2 separate regions of the Triticum aestivum genome follow, and region 2 is linked to region 1. Evidence: chromatin contacts called from public HiCAR-type data. All regions are on one chromosome and are shown on one strand. The core of a region is the stretch at or near the end of the contact, and the rest is flanking DNA. Distances in the headings are between cores, read along the strand shown.

What was found. HiCAR-type assays count read pairs that join an accessible place to other places.
Region 2: a HiCAR-type map of leaf shows a contact between it and region 1, with 7 times the contacts expected there. The contact joins the promoter of LOC123155769 here to the promoter of LOC123162100 in region 1. A contact is called at or near these places in 2 of 5 Hi-C or Micro-C datasets (leaf and root) and 1 of 1 datasets of contacts at active chromatin or transcription factors (leaf).

The regions. Positions count from the first base shown.
Region 1 is chr7B:19,346,702-19,353,922 of IWGSC CS RefSeq v2.1, forward strand. LOC123162100 (protein NRT1/ PTR FAMILY 2.3) reads right to left here and starts at 2,200. Exons shown (of 4, transcript XM_044579902.1): 1 at 1,923-2,200; 2 at 1,614-1,819; 3 at 968-1,527. The coding sequence starts at 2,121.
Region 2 is chr7B:19,710,105-19,716,800 of IWGSC CS RefSeq v2.1, forward strand. LOC123155769 (rRNA N6-adenosine-methyltransferase METTL5) reads right to left here and starts at 1,465. Exons shown (of 10, transcript XM_044573901.1): 1 at 1,205-1,465; 2 at 1-592. LOC123155766 (transcription factor MYB3R-4-like) reads left to right here and starts at 1,618. Exons shown (of 3, transcript XM_044573898.1): 1 at 1,618-2,761; 2 at 2,880-3,006; 3 at 3,913-4,647. The coding sequence starts at 2,346. The coding sequence ends at 4,647. LOC123155767 (MADS-box transcription factor 5) reads right to left here. Exons shown (of 8, transcript XM_044573899.1): 5 at 6,517-6,558; 6 at 6,379-6,420; 7 at 5,685-5,821; 8 at 5,123-5,330. The coding sequence ends at 5,291.

The DNA.
Region 1 (7,221 bases), core at 950-3,449:
AGAAAATCAACTTAAAATAAATAAATCATTATTTACTTCCACATTCCCTGCCATTTTAAAGGGTTTAAGCTTAAGCATTTATAAAGTTCGTTTATGCATGTGGAACCAAACTAGCACTCCCCCGTTTCGGAATAATTAAAGTTTTAAGATTTTTCTAAGCGAAACCTTTGTAAATTTGAATAAGACCGTAAAAAAAATCCGCAAGGACCTACAATGTCAAATATATATAATACAAAAATATATTTCATAATGAATCTATTGAAGTAAATTTTATTTTATAGATTTCTACTCTTATAAAAGATTCAGTTGGTGATGATGGTGTGTCTGCCGTCCGTTATTTCTGACCATCAGATCTACATCTAACGACTATGAGGCAAGTCATGGCATTTTTGCAACAATATCCCACTTCTTTGCCCCAATTTAAAGGAAACCCCTTAATATCTTAAAACTAACCATATTCCTCATCAAAACCAACCATATACCTCATCAAAATAACCCAAGGAATATATTTTGAGTGAAATATGATATATTTTTAATGGTATATGTATACTAAAAATAGATTGTTTCTTTCAAATTTGTGAATATATATTATTCTATTTTGGATCCGTTGAAACGCACGTGCACATTGCTAGTATTGATATATTTTTATATAGACTTGGTCAAACATAATGAAGTTTGACCTAGAACAAGTCTAGAACTTCAACTATTTTGGAAACGGAGGTGATATAAACAAAGAGTCTTGCTAAGTCCCAGTCGACTCAAACTTCATTAAATCTCAGTCGATACTATAACGGTGAGATCTTATACCGAGATCCGTGCAAAAAAAAAATCAGTTTTTTTTCCTCTATTGCATGTTACGTCTCTTGACCAAGACTTGATTAAATCCTAAAACGAAGACTTGATTAAATCTCAGTGGATTGAGACCTAACCACACCCATAAACAAATGCATACGAAATCTTTTCTTACCTAAAGCTGTCGCTCGGGGTAACGACACCGTCGCCGCCAGTCTTGACGTCTTCGTCGCCCCTACATAGCCCGTAGTAAAACTTCAACTCCTCCGACGCCACGACACTGACCTTCCTCTTCCTCGCCGCGGCGACGACCACCCTGGCGAGCCCCGTGAACGGGCTGCCCTGAGCGGGGGGCTGCCGGTAGTACCGCGCGCCGAGGAGCAGCGCCGTGAGGCCGACGACGCTGGCGGCGCACGAGACGCCGAAGCCGAGCGTCCACGACACCGTGTCCTGGAGGTAGACGATGACCGTAGCGCCGAGCACGGTGGACGCGTAGAAGAAGATGAAGTACCAGTTGAAGAAGACGTCGCGGTCGGCGGCGGCCTCGAACTGGTTGGCGCCCATGGTCGCCTGGTTGAACCGCGCCCCCGCCGCGCTCAGGCAGAGCAGGAACACGGCCGCGTACAGGGCCGCCATCTGCCCCGTCGACGCCTGCTCGCACGGGCCGGCGCCGAGCTGGCATGCCGCCGGCCGGAGTCCGGGAAGACTCGCCGTCAGCGTGAACATGACCAAGGACTGCACGCGCGACATGGAGTGGTCAGTGGAGCAGAAGCTTTGGTAATGAACATACATGTGCACGCGCGCGCAGATCATAAACTTACGAGGACGGCCATGACCATGGCGACCGCGACGATGGGGAAGCAGCCGAAGAAGGCGTCGGCGACAATGGCGCCGGCCACGGGGGCGACGCTGATGGATCCGGAGATGATGTTGGAGATCTGCGCCGCGTCGACGCTCGCCACGTTGTACTCCTTTATCAGGTAGACCACCAGGTTGGACGTGGCGCCGCCGGTCGCCAGCCCGAGGCCTAGTATGGCCACTGCAAACATCGATTGATCACACGGCCAGACACAGACTTAATTGTGATCATGCTCCACAGACTAGAGCACACACGAGTAGGATGCACGAACCTGCGAGGAAAGGGAAGGTGATCCATCCCCCCTTCTTGTTCCTGGGTTCCTTGAGGGGCTCGTGATCAACGCTGAGGTGCCCAGCCTCCTCCTGCTGCGACCCGTTGGCCTCCATGGGTATGGTCTCTCTTGCTGCAATGATTGAGCTACGAGCGCAGGCGTAAGTCATGAGTATGTGCAGCGTAAAACTAGGTGGCATGGCATATGTGCAGCGTAAAACTAGGTGGCATGGCTATTATATCATACAGTATATATTGTCGCACTATCTCTAGCAAAGACCGGTAGACGGTGGAGTTGGCCAGCTATCTCTTTTGATACGAGGGGAAAAAAAGAGGCACGAGAGCACGCTAAAGCTCCATGTCTGACTTGTCTACGTACAGTCCGTCAGTGACTCAGTGTCAAGTGAGCCCGCTTTTCAAATAGATTAACAATTGGATGGTGGTATATAATCTGATGAGCTTTAGATTCATTCATGTGCTTTTCGCAAAAAAAAAGAGCAATTCGAAAATACAGACTTTCAATATATACACCGTTTTGCTAAAGCACATTTAGCTGTGCCATAAGTATTGCACATGTAAGTCTTAAGTCATTGATCTTACGCGGAGGTTCGTGTGGATATTTTCCTTTTTGCTTTACCTTCTTATGCTTGATTGAGTGACTTAGATGTACAATAACTACTAGGGCATATCTAGATATGTCCTAGACAAACTCTTTTCTTTTTTTATAATCGGTGTTTCGATGGGCTTTGTTGGGATGTGATTCTGTGTTATTTACTAATCCACACACACTTATGTGATGAAGTGTTTTATAGCCGCATGTGCTATATCAATGGTACAATGTTGCATGTTAGCGCTTCTCTTTCTTATTTTTGAACATAGTACAGACATAAACGCTCATATATATGCACATACACTCACCCTGAGACTGAGCCGACATATCATCTTAAGATTTTATGAAGTCATCGTAGCCACTTCGTAGTCCTTACACACGTCCATCTTACTCCTATGAGCATCTTCGAGATACTGAGTTGATACAACATCTTGAGATTGACAAAGTTGTCACAGACGTCTTTGTAGTCGACGAGACGTCTTCTTCAACTAAACAAACAACGCCAGAAGGTCTGACATAAATCTAAAAAACGACCATCAATATCAAGTCTAGCACTTGAAGCCTAATGGGTTTGTTTCAATACAAGGACCTAAGAGCATCTACAGCCGGGCGCCCCAAACCCACCTCATACGGCCAGGCGGGCCACCCGGTCACGATTTTTCGACCTAGACGGCCCCCTCAAACGGGCCAAAAACGTCCGGGCTGACCGGCACCCCTCATATCCAGTCCAAATATGAGACGAATATGGAGGCGCACGGGCACGCCCGCCACGTCGGACTGACGATGGGGTCCCACGCGGAAACGCCCAAAAACCCGGCGGTCCGAAGCTCGTATCCTCCATCGGACCGGTGTCGCCACGTGGCGCCACTCCGGCGGGTCGCGTAGTGCCTAGCCCGGCTATTTAAGCCGACCAATGACACTGAAACCCTACCATACCTATTTTCCTCCCCCTGTCTGCCGCCGCCACCACTTTCCACTCCCCCCATCCGCCTAGTAGGAGCGAGCCATTTCTAACGCCGAAGCGCCGGCTCGAGCTCCCTGAGCATATCCGGGCAAGGCGCGAAGCCTGGATCGCCGTGGGGCTACCTCCGGATGCAGTGGATTCAGAGGAGGAGTTGGAGGAGGAGGTGGAGGAGGAGGATGTGGGGGACGATGGCGACGCGGATCTGCAGGCGGAGCAGCAGGCCATCCTAGATTCCCTCCGCCCGGAGTCGGCTGCGGAGGCCAGATGCCATCATCGGCAGCAGATGGAGGCGCAAAAGGCCGCGGAGGAGGCGGAAATGCTCGTCTACATGGATGAGGTCGAGTAGGAGGAGGATGAGCCGGAGCCCTCCTACCCGCCGCTCCAGCCGGCGCCCGGCACCGTCGTCGTGGACATCTCCGGTGACGAAGATTTCTTGTGCATGTAGTATGTAGTACATTGGATTTCTTTTGCATGCTTTGTATGAATTTAGGGATCGACATATGAAAGACTCAGATGCACAGTGGCTAATTTATGACGTGACTAGTCACTGCCCGCGGACGCGTCCAGTCGCGTCTGCGGGTGTTTGAGGAGCTGAATTTGCAAAGTCCGGCTGTAGATGCTCTAACTATCGGAGCGACCCTCAATTCTTTAGTTACACTGTCACATCAGTGCAGTGGTAAAGAGTGGTGGAGTATTGGGACCGACCTCAATAATCGTACGTACTACATGTATTGGTCGTAGACGATCAATTCCTCGTAGAGAAAAACTTCGTTGTCAAATGTGTGGTGTGGTGTCATATGTTGCTAATTAATAAGCTCCACTAACGATGGATGGTACTGGTGGGAACGCGCGGATGACTGAATGATTGAGCAATGAGCATTGGAGTAATGGCTTACATATCACTCAGATAACTTTGCCAGCAATGTGGAAAGCAGGATATATGCAGCTCACCAGTCAGAGACGTGCATGCGGCCGTATGGGTATGTTGGGATATGTTCTCCACCAAGCAGGTACCTCACACAATTTTGATTTGTCAAAGCAAGAGCTTTATGTAAGAGTGGAAGCCCCAAAAGGTGAGTTAGAGATTTGTCTAGTAGGAGATGATAGCCTTTTGCCCTTGAGATGAAAAATTCACCCTGTGATTATATTGTTGCGACGTGCCAGTGTGCCACCATAGCACGTACTTCCTCCAATTCAAAATAAGTGTGATGGTTTTAGTTCAAGTGTCGGAGGAAGTACAAAAGTTGATGGCACCCCTGTCAACTGTCTTGGCCATGCAGTTCAGACTGCAGACCGAATGTAACCATTGATGCAGTGGGGGCATTTGGATTGTTCTTTTCGTTCGAAGGAAATCAAGCAAATTCTTCCTTTAATTTATGCTATAGGGTCTTATTGTCTACGTCCCCTAGTTTGATTTTCATCTTGCACACAACCATTACGAGCAATAGACTCATGTATACATTCTCTTGTCATAGGATTTTTCATCGTGCTCTGAAGAAAAGGACTGGCCTAGGATGTGGCGACACATCCTAGTCTTAGTATGGGACTAGCAGGCGGAAGGCGCGGCAGCACGCCGCGCTGGTGCCTCATCTCGCGTATGCATGTATGTTGTTTCTTATTTTAAGATGAGAAAATAAATGTCAATGGGTTTGAGGTCGAGTTGGCTGTAATGATTTAAAAGAGGAAGCCTTTTTATACATACTGTAATCCTTTGATCACCGTGCACCATTTAGATTTGACTGCAGAAGATCAACTGTGAAGCAATATATGCCAGACCACTCGGATAGGGAGCTTCTCCTTTATTTGCATATTTGAATGCTTGTATGGCTTCCAAGTGATCAGCAAAAGAGAGAACCACATTTTCCTCGCTTATCTCGGCAAACTTGTATAATTTGTAAGTTGACATTATCTGGTATCTCCACTACAACATTCAACAAATGGGATTCCAAAGAATCAAGCACCTGGACATAATACTTGTTAAACATTCAAATAAAATTATAGAAATTGAATTACCACGGGATCTAGAATATGACATCAAAAATATGGTCTAAGAAATCATCCATGGACACCACCGAAGAAGACATATTTTAGGAACGGAAACAAATCAATAATCAGGAGCTCTACCACTTTATCTATATGAAGGAGAGACACTCAATTCGATTCTCACTATTTCGCCCAATCCTACTCTACCTTGATGTACACCGTTGCTCCTAATGATTGAACTAATTAACAGCAGAGTTCTTCGACTACCGGATCTTTTTTAGTCTGCTTATATTTTTTTGTTGAAAGTATTGTTCGTGGTACTATTCATATGAGTCACTATTCATACATCTGCAATTGTTAAATACAATTACTGGTCATCCAAAGTACTGCTTATACAAATTTACTATTCACCTAAGATACCACTCATATACGATCACTATTTGTGAACCAGCCTATGGTTGGATCGTTAGAAGGACAGTGGTATCCCCTGTCCACCAGAGTTCAAGTACCAGACTTGACATTGGTGCTCGCATTTTCTTGAATTTATTTCAAGCTTTCTGGCGATGCGCAGTGGGAGGAGACGTTCCCGTCGACTATGAAGGTGTCTGTGGCGACTTTGTCAATCTGAAGATTATGTGCCTGAAGTCTCTCGAACATGCTCATGGGGGGTACGGTGTGCATGCGTGCGCTCATAGGGGTGATTGTATGCTCGTGTATGTGAGCGACTTCGATTGTACTGTTTTCAAGAAAACAATATATGATCACTATTTATTCCGGTGCACTTTTCAATTATGCGACTTGTACGAAGGCATCTGTGGCGACTTTGTCAATCTTAAGATGATGTGCCGGATCAGTCGCTCGGAGATGCTCATAGGGATAGGTTATGCGTGTGTTCATAGGAGTGATTTTATGCTCATGTATACGAGCAACTTCGATTGTACTACACTAAAATAAATATATGGTCAATATTTATTTCAGTGCGGTGTTCAATTGTACCACGTGTCGTCCCATGAAGATTCCCCCGCTACAACGGCCGATGCACCTGGTGCGTCCTAGCTTAGTAGCTTTATATATTGTACATAGATGTGACATCTTCTCCCTTTTATGCATGGATGTAAGAAAACACCAATGTGATCAAAAGCATTATATCACAAGGATTCTTTTTTATTGAAATGAATATATTATCTTTCCATCCGCTAACTAACCCGAGTGTCAACCTTCTTTCATCGAGTAACCTTGCAACGGGATATTTGAAACTACTCCCTGCGTCCCAAAATAGGTGCCGTGATTTGAACTAAAGCCACAACATTTATTTTGGGACGGAGGGAATAGTAGCTAAGTTGAGATATTTTTGCAAGTTTCTTTTTTTTAGTAGGGGCAACATACACTTGGTTGTCAGATTATAGAAATTTAGTTACCAAGGTATTGAACATGGAGCTACTGCCGGGCTCGCCAATGTCTCGCTTATAGCAAGACGTAGGCAGCCTCACATCAAGAAGATCCGTAGTTCGCCAGCCCAGCGCAGCAGCAACGCTGCGTCCTAGCCATAAACGGTACAAAGCGAAACTGCTGCTATCTCTCCATAGCAGTTGTCAAGTTTTTCTTCCCACCCATCTCTGCCAATGAGCCCGTGGTCGCGCCTCCCATCGCGGGTGCTCCGGTGGCCGGTGAAGGAAATATGCCCTAGAGTCAATAATAAAGTTATTATTTTATATTTTATTATATCATGATAAATGTTTATTA
Region 2 (6,696 bases), core at 215-2,714, 360 kb after region 1:
AGGTTTCTTCCCCTACACAAAAAGGGGTTCGATTTTGTTTCCGCGCGTGATAATTTGAGCTCGCAGCTTCCTTCATCTTCGATCGATGCTGCAGTTTAATTATATAAGACTGATTAATCGATACCATTTCTGAAGTGTCCAAAACTCCAAATTGGTTGCTTAAAGATAAGGGCGCTTATAGGCGCCGGCGCACCGGCCGAACTGTTCGTCCGGTCAAGCCCCAGCCGCCCGATACATCCGTTCCCCACCGTCTGATTGCTTTGTTTTAAAAGTCAAACATGCAGAAAAAAAAACACGCACAGGAAACACAAAAAAAAGGACAGCGAGCGCGCATGCCAGATCTGTGTGCTCGCCGGCCGCTCGCGATAGTCCTCGTCTTCCCGTGCTTGCTTTCCACCGCGCCACCACGCCCGTCACCCGCGCTCGCCTGCCGCTTGCCTGACGGTCGTCTCCGACACTTGCCTTGGCTGCCTCTGCTCGTCATGGTTGCAACTCAAACACAGGAGGATTCCAGCGCGCTGTCATCATGGTTGGAGCATCCCTGGCGTCCCCGTCTCCGGCTCGCCGCCATTGTCAACTTGCAGCGTCATGTCTAGCAAAAAAAGCAATAAAAATCTCCAATGCTGGGTTGAAGCAAAAAATTTGCCGGTTCCAGCAAAAAATAATGATGGTTCCAGCAAAACTCTCAACAGCACAAAAACTCCAGTAGCAGATTGTAGCAAAAAAATTAGCTAGTTCCAGCAAAAAGAAACACTGGTTCCAACAAAAAATCATGCCGCTTCAAGCAAGAATGTTTGCTGGTTCCAACAAATTACATGACACTGTGATGCGTGTTGGATGTAGCAATTGAGAACATTGGTTGTAGCAAAAACTCAAACGGTGGTAGCAAAGAAATTGATGCACTGGTTCCCCCCAAAAAACATGGTAGCAAAATAATTGATTGGTTCCAACAAAAACCGAGGTTGGTTGTAGCAAAAATGTACATTGGTTGTATCAAAAACAAATGACATGGTTGCAAAAATTTGGGTTGGTTCCATAAAAAAGAAACGAACATGGTGGTAGCAAAATAATTAATTGGTTCCAGCAAGAACTGAAGATGGTGGTAGCAAAATTGAAAACCGGTTGTACCAAAAAGAAAATGACATGGCAGCAAAACTTCGAGTTGGTTCCATAGAAAAAGAACATGGTTGTAGCAAAATCTTACACTGGTTCCAGCAAAAATCAAGGGCGTCTGCAGCAAAAATTGGGGCTGCTTCCAAGAAAAGAAAATGATGGATCTCCATCACTTGTCGCCGTGGTTGCAACGCCTCAACGTCGGCCGCCGCGGCTCTCCGTTACTTCTCGCCGCCATCGGCAGCACCGGTGGGGGTTGGTTTGCAGCGCTGGTCGCTGGTGGGGCGTGAGGGGGCGGGGTGGGGGCAGCCACGGTGGGGGAGGCGCGGTGGCCATGGCTGGCGGCACAGCCGGTCGCCGGTGGGGGAGGCGCAAGCATCTACAAGAGAGGAAGAAAAGAGGCGAGCGGAGGAGGTTGCGGTAGAGGAGATGCACGAGCAAAAGAATGAGTGGATGGTGTTGTTCCTGAAGAGATAAGGTAGATGGTCGTTCGGTGGTGGGCCTACATGTAGATAAAGCGAGCGGTGCGACCGGCGGAACGCTTCGGCCGGCGCGCCGTCTGGGAAGGTTTCCCTAAAGATAAGTACTAAGACTTGCATTGCATGCCACAGCCACAGCCAGAACAAAAGCCTTGCCATTTGCTAAATATCGGTGCTATAACATGGACATCTATTTCGATCGAACTTGGACATGGGTTCTGCACTCTCTGAGAAAACTGTTTGGAAGGATCACAGATTCAGTTCAGGATGAATTTACAGCTCAATTTCTGCGCAATTTATTTTTCAGCCAAGCAGATGTGCTTTACTTTTACATCACAAGGAAAACGAAACGACTGATGGTACAGGCATATAGCATCGCATGCCATGCACTACTGCGGATGTTAATGACTTCTCGGCTTGACCAGCATCTTGCAATGGGTACGGGTGGTGTGTGTGCCACGTTTTCTGAATAATGCATGCTGCTTAATTAACTATAGTTTTCTTTCTCTTGCATGAAGTAATCGATTTATGAAAGTAAATGCCCCATTAACAACGCAAGTTAATAAACCCATAAAAACCCCTTAGTTTGTGGCCATTAAGGGCCATAAGGCCGGTCTTGTCAAGATATAATGTGACACGCCATGCCAATGTCTCCTCTTCCGAGAGATGCAGGTAGACAGGAACCAGCATCCGTCCGGTCCCTCTTCCCCCTCACCCCCACCCCTAGCAGTAGCCAGCTCCTGAAACCCCTCCATGGATTTCGGTTGCTTCCAGCCCCACGCAGGGAGCTGCGATGACATGCCGCTTGATTTCCATGTGCAGCAGAGTGCCCACTATGATCTCCACTCCCTTGATCGTTCGTTCGAACCTGTCGGTGGATCGATCGGCCCCTTTGCGGCCTTCTATCCTGACTACTACCAGTACCCACAAGGCGTGACGACGAAAGCTGTCATCAGTGGGGACTCTTCATCATCAATCGTTCATAGTTCTGGACCTCACGTGCCTCTGCTGACACCAAAACTTGAGGTTTCACAACTCATGGGAGGCGGCCTTGGATCATACAAGACCTATGAGATGAGCCGCAGGTTTTTCCCAAGAAAGAAGGCCTCCAGTAAGGCTCTCAAGAGGGCTAATGTTGTCAAAGGGCAATGGACACTGGAAGAAGACAGGTAAGAATTAGATATATTGTTTCATGCTTGGTTCAGTATTTTCTCTGTTTGCGGCGCTGTATGTCTGTGTTATTGCTTGCTATCTGCGATGTTAAGCTCGTCCTTGCATCTTTTACAGGAAGTTGGTGAAGTTAGTGGAGCAGTTTGGATTGAGGAAGTGGTCTCAGATAGCGCAAATGTTGCCTGGAAGAGTTGGAAAGCAATGCAGAGAAAGATGGCACAACCATTTGAGACCTAACATCAAGGTTTGTCTCTCCAACTTCCGTTTGAACTGAACCGAGGAGTCAAATCTATTTTGATCTCCTTTGTATTCTGTAATAAATGGAATGCCTACAGTTATGTCTTTTGCTTTGACCGTGTTTAATGAAATAGTAAACTAATTAAGCTCCAAAAAAAACTAATTTGAACGCATTGAGTGAGATTTGAATGTCGTTGGGTCAGTCTGCAATTCATTATGGGTGCACTAAATTTTGGAAATTACATACACGATGTCATTTTTGGTTTGCTTATATCAGATTCATGGGTGGGGATAGTATTTAGCACTAGATTTGCAATCTAATTAAGATTAAAAAACTAGTTTGGACACACTGAGGGATATTTGAATGTCATTGGGCCTGCCCTTTATTAAGGGTGCACTAAATTTTGTGAGTAATATAAGCGATATCTTTTTTGGTTAGCTTTTATCAGGTTGATGGGTGGGGAATGGGGATAGTACTTAGTACTGAATGGTTCTTAACCATGATGATAGAAACTCGAACCGGCACAGAGAAGAAAATTCTAACCTGACATGCCCACATGGGACAAGGAAACATAAACTGAGGGGAAATATGATTTAGGAAAAACTAGAAACAATGCATCATTTTTTTTTTTGCGGATAGAAACAATGCATCATGGAAAATCATGTTGTCGACCAGAGCTATAGAAGTTCAAATAACCTTTGCCCCTATCAAATTTTTAAAAATTACAAAATGTTTAATGATAAATGACAATAATGGGTAAAATTATCATGGTGAAACACAAAAATGGGCATGGATGCTTCCAAATCTGAAATATTTTTGTCAAGTTCTTTTTCCTGAAAACTTCTCATATTATCTGTGTAGTATTCATGCTTGAAATAAACCTTTTGTGCGTGGATGAAACCACAAATGCAGAAAGATACATGGAGTGAGGAGGAAGACATGGTTCTAATACAAACACACAAGGAGGTTGGCAACAAATGGGCAGAGATAGCTAAGCGCCTCCCTGGGAGAACTGAAAACTCCATAAAAAATCATTGGAATGCAACCAAGAGAAGGCAGTTTGCACGGAGGCGGACCCGCACAAGCGCCAAGAATATCAAATCTGGGACCCTTCTGCAGAACTACATCAAAAGCCTTGGAATTGGCTCTAGCAAGGTCACTGCTGCTCCTCTAGCCCCAAAAGAACCTCCACTGTCACCATCTTCACCAGCACCCCCAACACAAAATCTGGCACAGGTGAATGACAGTTGGTCAGAATCCAACCCATCCAACACAATGATCACCCAGGGACTATTCAGCACAGATGACAGAGAGGCTGACTCTTGTGAAGAAGTTCTAGTCCCTACATGTGATGATTTTTCTGTTGACATGTGTGATGGTTTATTTGACACAAAGGAGGATGCGCAATACCCGGTTTACAGCATAGATGATGATGTTGACATGGACTATATCTTCAACCATATGGACTACACTATTAAGATTGACCATGAGATAGATATGGAGATGGCGTGGTGTGATGACGCACTCACAAACATTGAATCTGGATCATCGCTATTGGTGACAGCGGTAGGTCCAACAGAAATCAAGACTGTCCAGGTGAAGGAGGAGATGGATCTAGTTGAGCTGGTCACACGTACACAGACTTGACACTATTATATATGCATGCTATTTATAGGTGATATGACGACCTTTTGGATGTTACTATGGGGCATGCTATTTATAGATAATATGAACCTTTGTTTTCATAGATTATATATATGACGACCTTCGGGATGTTTCCATAGATTATATGACGACCTTCAAATGTATTATGGAATCCATATTGACATGATAAAAATGGTAAATAAGACCATGTGTATATGGCTTGAAAATGAAGTGTTTATTATATATTGAATTAATGTTCGAAACATGTTTCTCATTTCATAATTATGGTATAGTTACCTAATTTTTACTTTATTTTCGTTATGGAAATGGAGATGAATTGCTATACTTTTATGAACATTTATGGATAACATGTCAGTGCAGTGGTGACTTATTGTTTGTAGCTATGCACTGACACGGTGCACTTTTCAGTACCCTCAGTTCAAACTGAGAGATTGTGTGGTCAATTCAGCATCCAACATTCAGATAATTCTCCTCTCAAGTTTAAAATAGCACACAATATGATTGAATAGTACATAATAGGTTGTTTTAAGTTAGAACCCATGGATAAAAGAAAGCATTGCATTAAATTTATATCACATCGACCCGACATAGGACATCTGAACTCCGGCTCAAGTAATACAACCATTCATTCGTTGTTCAATTGATCCAGGAAATTTCGTTGATACCTGCACACGATCGTAATAGGTCATTATGAAAAAAAATAGACAAAGACATGTTTAAAAAGGAAACCTTTTTATTGATTCTGCACAAGCTGTTCTACTGAGATACTTTAGTTTCTGTTGGTAATGCAAATTTGGATTTTATTCCTTTTTTTACATGTTGGCAATCTTGTTCAAATATAGTACTGTATTCCTTTCAAAAAGAATGTTTAAAAATCAATTCATATAATTTACTAAAGTATGAGCTGTTGATATGAGTTTTCCTTTTTGCTGAGATTATTTATATTTAAAGAACATAGTTAATGTTAATAAGGCATCATACTTGGAGTCTCTTATTAATAGTTGAAGAAAAAAAATTACCCTATACGCATGGAAGGGTCACAAGCAGGATGAAAATGCTGCTGTTGATTAGCTTGATTAGCATGGCCACTAGACCCACTAGGTCCAACATCCTGGCAAGACATTTGCAGCACATTTTCCGCACTAGTTTCTTGTATCTGGTACAACAAAGAGATAAAAATTGAAGCATGCATAGCTCACACTTCTTTGGAATATATGTGACGAACTCAGCCATTAATTTACCATTCCCAATAGAAACCACAGCCATGGATATTTTTTTTCGAAACGACAGCCATGGAATTTTAACAACAATATAAATACTTCTTTTGCCAAGAATTCTATGGTCCATCGTGCATTTCCATCGAACAAGCAAAAAAATGCATATTCAAAAAACCGTTGAAAGAGCAGGCCGTTATAACCGTGCCATGTCTCATATTTTCAGTTGTGCGACCTTTCTTTAGTTAGGAGAAAGAAACTAGATGATTGACAATTTAATGAAATAACTGAAACAATATGAAGTCAGCTAGTGCTAATTTTCCCTTCGTATAGTATGTTTTTATTTTATCACTGAGGCTTCCCTGTACTGTGTATGGAACTCCTGAGCATGTGTAAATGAGGATTAACCAAAATAGTTTGTGTATATATGGCACATTCAGGCTAAGCCAATGCTGGGAATAAAATAAAATTATTAAAAACCGTGAGGGAAGTATTATACCTTCTTCCGTAAGTCTTTATTAACATCTTGAAGTTGTTGTTCCTGCACAAATTAGTAATTAGTAATTCTGGGGCATCTACACTGAAAGAAATATATCGAACACAAGACCAGGGCTTAACAAGACGACACATGTGTTACCTTGCGCTTGAGCTCAAAAAGCTGATCAAGTGACTGTTGGCTCTGTATAGGTCATACACAGAAATAGCTAGTCAGCATGACATTCTACATGTTAAATACATCTGATCTCAAACATTTATATTATTACAGAATGCATCTGAACCTACGACTTGAGAAGTACATATATATGTGGAAATATGA